Linked DNA regions of Oryctolagus cuniculus: region 2 is linked to region 1. Evidence: chromatin contacts called from public Hi-C data. All regions are on one chromosome and are shown on one strand. Each heading gives the region's core, a stretch centred on a gene start, on an enhancer-like site or on the middle of the called end of the contact. The rest is flanking DNA. Distances are from core to core; before and after follow the strand shown. Region 1 overlaps NHSL1 (NHS like 1). Region 2 overlaps NHSL1 (NHS like 1).

The links. Hi-C and Micro-C count contacts between places; a contact is called where the count stands out from the background.
Region 2: a contact with region 1 is called in a Hi-C map of an unstated tissue, with 1.7 times the contacts expected there. The contact joins two enhancer-like sites. A contact is called at or near these places in 3 of 6 Hi-C or Micro-C datasets (ear pinna, psoas muscle and an unstated tissue).

The regions. Positions count from the first base shown.
Region 1 is chr5:30,268,937-30,272,641 of mOryCun1.1, forward strand. All of the region lies in intron 1 of NHSL1 (NHS like 1), which reads left to right. Among named protein-coding and RNA genes, the nearest start is that of NHSL1, 91 kb to the left of the region's middle. Within about 2 kb of position 1,990, at least 1 of the 8 cell types and tissues checked has an H3K27ac peak or open chromatin away from gene starts, as enhancers often do. A contact at or near this core is called in ear pinna, where this site is marked.
Region 2 is chr5:30,360,566-30,364,270 of mOryCun1.1, forward strand. The region is part of intron 1 of NHSL1 (NHS like 1); the gene reads left to right. Among named protein-coding and RNA genes, the nearest start is that of HEBP2, 110 kb to the right of the region's middle. Within about 2 kb of position 2,021, at least 3 of the 8 cell types and tissues checked have an H3K27ac peak or open chromatin away from gene starts, as enhancers often do. A contact at or near this core is called in ear pinna, where this site is marked.

The sequences.
Region 1 (3,705 bases), core at 740-3,239:
AATCTAATGATTAAAATCACAGGGGTAACCTGAATTAAAAACAATGTGTAGAAGGTCACTCACTTTAATTTCAACTGTAAGTGCTCTCTGGAGTATGAGATGCTGTTGTGTTATAAGGAAATGAGGCAGGATTCAGCCACCCTACAAAAGGACAGGGGAAAACTAGATGTCATTTTAGAGATTGGCAAACTTAAATCTCAGAGCATTGTGAAGAAAAGGGTCCATATTCAGGGCCAGTGTTGTGGTGCAGTGGGTTAAGGCACTGCCTGTGATGGCTACCTCCCGTACTGCAGTGCCGATTCAAGTCCCAGTTGCTCTGTTTCTGATCCAGCTGCTAATGTGCCTGGTAAAGCAGCAGATGATGGCCCAAGTTCTTGGGACCCTGCCATCCATGTGGGAGACCATGGTGGAGCTCCAGGCTCCTTGTGGCCATCTGGGAATGAACCAGTGGATGGATCAGTTTCTCTCTGTTCTCCTCTCTCCCCCAGCCTTTCATATAAATAAAGTAAATCTTAAAAAAAGAGTAAAGGTCCATGTTCAAATGTGTTTTTGTAATAATATTTAGAAAAAAGGCAAATAGAGATTTTTAGGAAGGTGGCATACATGATCACCAGCAAAGTTTGAGCATTCTGTTGGATGTGCAGGTAGCAGCACTGAAGTATTAACACAACCTTTAGAACAATGCTTCTCACTCATAATGGGTATTTTTATAATACCCTTTTATGTATCCTGAAATGGGAATTTCATAGGCAATATAACCCACATCTATATACACAGTTTTAAAAAATCAGTATAATGCCCTAACTATAATGTAAGGGGAAATGAAAGTCATTTATAATGTTTCATACTCATTGCTCAGGTAAAACTGTATTTACTGCAAGACTTAATGAGACTCTTAGATCCATATATGAATGTGGAGTTGCTATGATGAGAAAGCTGATGATTGCAACCTTGTAAGTGGTAGAGAGATCAGAGATGCAATTTTCAGAAATGTACAATTAGTTTTGAAATTTTCTAGTTATTTTATTTATTTGAGAGGGAGAGACAGAAAATTCCTATTGGCTAGTTAACTCCCCGAACATCCACAACACCTGGGGCTGGGCCAGCCTGAAGCCAGAGTCTAAGAACTCAATCCCTGTCTTCCATGTGCCTGGCAGGGACCCAAGCACTTGAGTCATCACCTCTGCCTCCCAGGGTCTGCATTGATGGAAAGCTGGAGTCAGGAGCTGGAGCTGGGAATTGAACCCACTCAACACATCTGTGAGGGGACACAAGTCAACCTATAAGAGATGCTCTCAGCCCCTGTTCTCCTGCTGTGTGGACAGTGGAGCACAGAAAGGTTGATTTGACTTCCGTGTTAACTGCCTTCCTAGCAATTTTGATATTCATTAAAGCACAAACATCGTAGTTTTACATGATAAAAACATGATACTATGAAGAGTTTTTAAAATCAACATAAACATTCAGAACTCTTGACATCTATCACCATGTAGGACAGTATATCATCACACGCATTGCAAAACATCTTGCATCCCTGCTGCCTGCCCACCCGGTGCCAATGGTGTTGCCCAATCGTTGTGACAACCCAGAATGTCTCACTCATTTCCAGGATGCCCACTGTATGGATTTGGCGTTCACCAGACAGAGGGCTGTCTGTCTGTGGAAAGATGGTTGAGTTCTGACTTGGAAGTGCTGAGAACCAGCGCCCTCAGGGTGAGGAGTTCCAGGAACACTGGGTGTGGTGACTGGAGTGTAGGTGCTGGGCGCCTCTTTGCAGAGACCTTGTCACATGTTTTGGAGGTAGCAGCTGCATTGACTGAAAGGCTTTGCCAAGGAGAAGAAGAGAGAGCAGAAAGACAGTTTATGAATACCCCTTTTGAGGGGCAATTGGAGAGAGGGGTCAGCCAGGAGGGCAGAGAGGCCGCTATTTGATGTGGATATTAGATTTCAGGCAACACAACACACATTTATCAAACCTGTATCGCTGCAGTGGGGCCACAGTTGTGAAGTCATGTTGTTGGGGCCTAAGGCAAGAACTCTGCATCAAAAACTCAGGCACAGATTGTTCCCAGACTGCCAGAAAGAAAGAGGATCACTAGAGAAGAAGACAACAGAGAAGGAATATATTCCCAGGAAGGGGAAAATCTACTTCCCCTGAAGTCATTATCCACAGAGATTGCACAGTGTCGAATGCTGCCTAAATGCCTAAATGTGTGGACACTAAAACCTGTGAGGCTTTAGAGAGAAAAGGTTAGGCAGTCACCGAGTCTGTCTGTGTACCGCAGATTCATGCAGCTGATACAAGGTCAAGCCAAGAAGCTACCCCATCCCTCAGAGCCACCCTCTTGAGGAAACTTTGTGTAATGCAGTGAATTCAAAACATCAGCCATAAATACAAGAAAATATGGACATGGAATTCAGGCCAGCTCCTGGATTTTCTTAGCATTTTTGCATCATTGGATTAATTGAGTGGTCACAGGTTAAAAAATAAATTTGGAAGTGTCAGTAATAGATAGAGAAGTCCTGTGTGGTATGCAGAGACATTGGTCTAAGGCGGGGTGCATTAACAGCAGTAAATATTTCAGTAGTAATGAGGGAGGAAGATCAAGTGATGGAAGCTAGGTAGGCCCTTTCAATAAAGACCAGGAGGAGAACAATGAGCCAGTCTAGATAAGAGTGTCAGCAGGCAAGAAAGACAAGTTTGAAACTCAACTAGGAGGTCAGAAAGTGAAAGATTAGTGCAGGACAATTAAATTGAAAGAGTGGAGTGAGGCCGGCGCTGCGGCTCACTAGGCTAATCCTCTGCCTTCGGTGCTGGCACACTGGGTTCTAGTCCCGGTCAGGGCGCCGGATTCTTTCCCGGTTGCCCCTCTTCCGGGCCAGCTCTCTGCTGTGGCCCGGGAAGGCAGTGGAGGATGGCCCAAGTGCTTGGGCCCTACACCCCATGGGAGACCAGGAGAAGCACCTGGCTCCTGCCTTCGGATCAGCGCGGTGCGCCAGCCGCGGCGGCCATTGGAGGATGAACCAAGGGCAAAGGAAGACCTTTCTCTCTGTCTCTCTCACTGTCCACTCTGCCTGTCAAAAAAAAAAAAAAAAAAGTGGAGTGAGAGTGGAGTGAAGAGTGGAGTGAAAGAGACCCCTCCCTCCATGTGTATCAATAGAGATGAAAGGGAATGACCTCATTTATTCATTAAGGAATTCCATTGAGTATTGTTAATATATGCTATGTCTTTTACTGTATATACAAAAGGGTATATGTAAAATAAAACCAGGCACTTTACACATTTCAAGGTTGGGTTACCGTTTATGGCAGCAGTGCCTGCTAACTTGTGTTCTATTGATTTCCTCACTGTTCATCCCACTAGATCAGACCATACTTTGTCTTACTTCCTCTTCAAGTCCTTAGCAGGTGCCACTCTAACTGGCACACAGTGGCTCTCTATAAATATGCATTTCTATAAATATGCATTCTGTATATTCCCTTGTTTCCACATCATGCATATTAAGAGATTAAGGTTTCATTAGAGTATTTTCATATTTGATCAACAATTCGCTAAATAAAATATATACTATTTTGTTTCTTTATTTCCCTATTCTAGGGAATAGGGAATCCCAAGTTTACATCAGATGTTGCCTTGATTAGAAATGATGTCCACCCTTTCTTGGCCTTTGATTACAAACCTGCATTTTTTTTCATTATCTTAT
Region 2 (3,705 bases), core at 771-3,270, 92 kb after region 1:
TTTTATCCTCTCTCACCCCCTGCCTGTCCTAGCCCCCCTGGTGGAAGAACAGAAGATTCCGTTCTATTCTGTAAGCCCAGCATCTTCAACTTCTGTGTGCAGTATGAGATCATGCAGTGTTTACCCTTCTGTGCCTAGCTTCTTTCACTTCATGTAGTGTTTTCTAAGTTCATCTATGTTGCTGCAAATGAGAGGATTTCATTATTTTTTATGGCTGAATAGTATTCCATTGTGTGTATAGACAACACTTTCTTTACGCATTCATCTATTGATAGATACTCAGTTGATTAGTTTTCTAAGGTTCTATTTATTAAAAGGAAAATCAGTTGCCAGAGTAGAATTGTTTTGAAGATTCACTTCCCAATAATTCACTACTAAATCATGCTTTAAAGAAATACCATCTAAGGGGCTGGCATTGTGACACAGTGGATTAGGCCTCTGCCTACATCCCAAATGGGTGCCAATTCGAGTCCCTGCTGCTCGACTTCTGATCCAGCTCCCTGCTAATGGTGCCTGGGAAAGCAGTGGAAGATGGCCCAAGTGCTTGGGCCCCTGCACCCATGTGTAAGACCCAGATGGAGTTTCCGGCTCCTGGCTTTCAGCATGGCTTGGCGTTGCAGTCGTTTGGAGAATGAAACAGTGGATGGAAGATTTCCCTTTTTCTCTGTAACTCTGCCTTTCAAATAAACGAATAATCTTTTTAAAAATACACCCTTAAAGATGTTACTGTATGAGTATACATGGTGACATATTTTTTTTTCTTGTCTCATTCAGAAAAGGCTAATTATGCAGTGGGTGCAGAAAAGTTCTATTTCTCAATGGATGCTCTGCCATGGAGTGTTTGTTCTCCCCCGGCAGTGTAGGACGTGTGTGTACTGCAGTTACTGTGTTGTCGCGTGGATTGCTCACTGTCTTCTCTGTGAAAACGTATCACACAGCAGAGAATGAAGGCCAAACGTAAACTTTACTTTATTTTTTTTTTTAAGATTTATTTATGTATTGGAGAGGCAGAGTTACAGAGAGAGAGAGAGAGACAGAAAGGTCTTCCATTTGCTGTTTCACTCCCTAAATGGCCACAATAGCCAGAGACGGACCAATCCAAAGCCAGGAGCCAGGAGCTTTTTCTGGTTCTTCTACATGGGAGCAGGGACCTAAGGACTTGGGCCATCTTCCACTGCTTTCCCAGGCCATAGCAGGGAGCTGGGTTGAGAGTGGAGCAGCCAGGACTCGAACCAGCACCCATATGGGATGTTGGTGCTGCATGTGAAGACTTAACCTACTACACCAAAGCACTGGCCTCAACTTTTCTTCTTTCTATTTCTTTCTTTCTTTTTCTTTTTTTCTAATTTGAATGAGTTTGTCAAGCTTAGTCTTTACTTTGTGAAGTGAGATTGTAACCACCGTGAAGTACCCTGGATTTCTGAAGTCATTCCTGTGAACTTTCTCCCTTAAACTCGGTTGTCACTATTTTTCTTAATGTGATATGGATTGGAGCATGTCTTTATAGCATCTGCCTTAGTTCTTTTTAGTTCTCTCAAAAGGCAGTTTTTTAGAAAGAAACTAAAACTGAACTGTGTTGAGCTGATGCTTGGTGAATTCTGTGGGCTGCTGCTACAATTTGAGTAATAGAAGTCTCTTAATTTTTCAGTTTCTGATTCAGATGTAAATAACTATACTTCTGGATTTGAATCAAAACTGAGATAAGACACCACAGAGGCCAGTTGATTTTGGAGCATGTTAGTCATTGTTCTGACGGAAGAACTTGGCCAGAAATCCTGCAGCCCATGTTGTCACTGTCTTACTCATCTCCCACCCCACCCTGTCTGAGCGGACTGCTCTCCTTAGCAGCCACAGTGCGCCATTGTGTTCACAGCTTAGACTGCCTTGCAACCAGAGTGCAGGGGTGCGGCCTGGGCTCCGCCATGCCGGGCTGCTCACCATTGAGCAGATTATTGGATCCACAGCAAGCCGGGCAGCCCTGGCCTCCCACTCTTCTGCCAGCATTCAGACTTCGGCAGGATCAGTGCTGGCCAACAGGTGGCAGCAGTGGCAGCATTTCACTGTGACTGTCAGGCTGGGCGGCTGGTACACTTACCCGCTGTCTCTCCTGGGGACTCTCGCTGCTCCTACATATCCCCTACTAAAGCTTTTCCTGCTGCATAGAACCAGAGAGGACACTGTTGTTTTCCTGTGAGTGCTCTGGCATCGCCTTCGCATCCAATTTGAAAAGGCCCTGTCTTGTTTCCATTGTCCAAGGCTCTTTCCCTTGTGTGTGGCAGTGGTTAGATGGTCTTAGGTGTTCTTCAGCACGTGTGCCATGCTTCAGAGTCATGTGATGAAGACTGGGGAGAAGTCAGCGTTTAATTAATGAATAGCAAGAGTGTCGCTGTTATTGTCATTGGTGGGCTTTGATTGTTACCATTCAGTTTCTGCATACCTCTTAGAAAAACATCAGACTGACAAAGCCGGCAGTTGGTTGGCAGCCGAAGAGAGTAGTTTGGAATTCCCTCACATGTAACTGAACGTGGCACCTGAGGCTAACCGAAGTGAGTTGGTGCCAGTGCACTTAACGCAGGGACTGCTAGTGTCCCGCCTGGAGTAAAGCACTCCAGGGGAGATGCTGTGTTGGTGCAGCCATAGATTAGGCGTACAAGAAGTCAGCAACACACACACACTGCACTGTTTTCCACCTTGCCTTTTTTCATCAGCCTTAGTTTACTTTGGATTGATACAATCGGTGTATTTTTTCTGTTCATGCTTCCATGTCGCGGAGGTTTTTCTGAAACACAGATCGGTATCTTGCACGGAAACTTTGATGTTTGCCGTTGCCAGCTGAATGAAGGCCAGTGCCTCCGTCTTGACAGGCGAGGCTCCTTTGCATTGGTCATGACTTACCTTTTCCAGCCACGTCTCCACGTTCAGTTTCATCAGGCCAGCAGATTGTCTCCTGCAGGTTCAGTTGCAGACAGCAATGTAAAGCTTTGGGGGACTTTAAAGAGGGGGTGTGGTGCTCATCAGTTCATGGAAAAATTCTGGGGAACAAGCCCAAGCTCAACTCCCAGCAATGACTCAGACCTGCTGGCCATGGAAGCCATTCTCACTGCACGCAGTTTTTGACTCAGACCACAGTGCCTCAGCTGTGTACCTTACCAGTAAAGTGTGTTCCATGTGCCTGGCCTCCCATCGCCATGAGATTAGAGATTGCACATGTAGGCTTTGGGGACCTCAACTGTTGGTCACCTGCTCACAGAAGCAGCTGAGGCAGACTTGTAGAACTGAGGGCTCACCATGCTCAGCCAAGCTCTCTGTGTGCACCTGCTTTGCAAATTCAAGGCCAGGTGCTGAGGCCCAAGTGGAAGGGAGTCTGAGCAATGCAGTGCACTTTGCAAAGCAGCCTGACTGGGGCTGTGAGAGGCATTGTGACCATCCTTACATGCACAGCTCAGAGCTCTCAGCACACAGGTGCCTCACCATTCTGTTTATATCCTGCTCTGGCTCTTCTGTCTACTGGGAATGTGTTTCACATGCTTCTTCCTCTAGCAAGCCTTGTTCTCCCATCAGGGTCCAGCTCACATGTCACCTGCTATGTCAAGTTGTCCCTGGTACTATTTCCTTCCAGCCCCCAAGTGAAGTAAGCATCTTCTAACTCAAAATATGCTGTGTTACCATTTTATTCTGTCTTGTTCCAGTGGAATGCCTCACAGA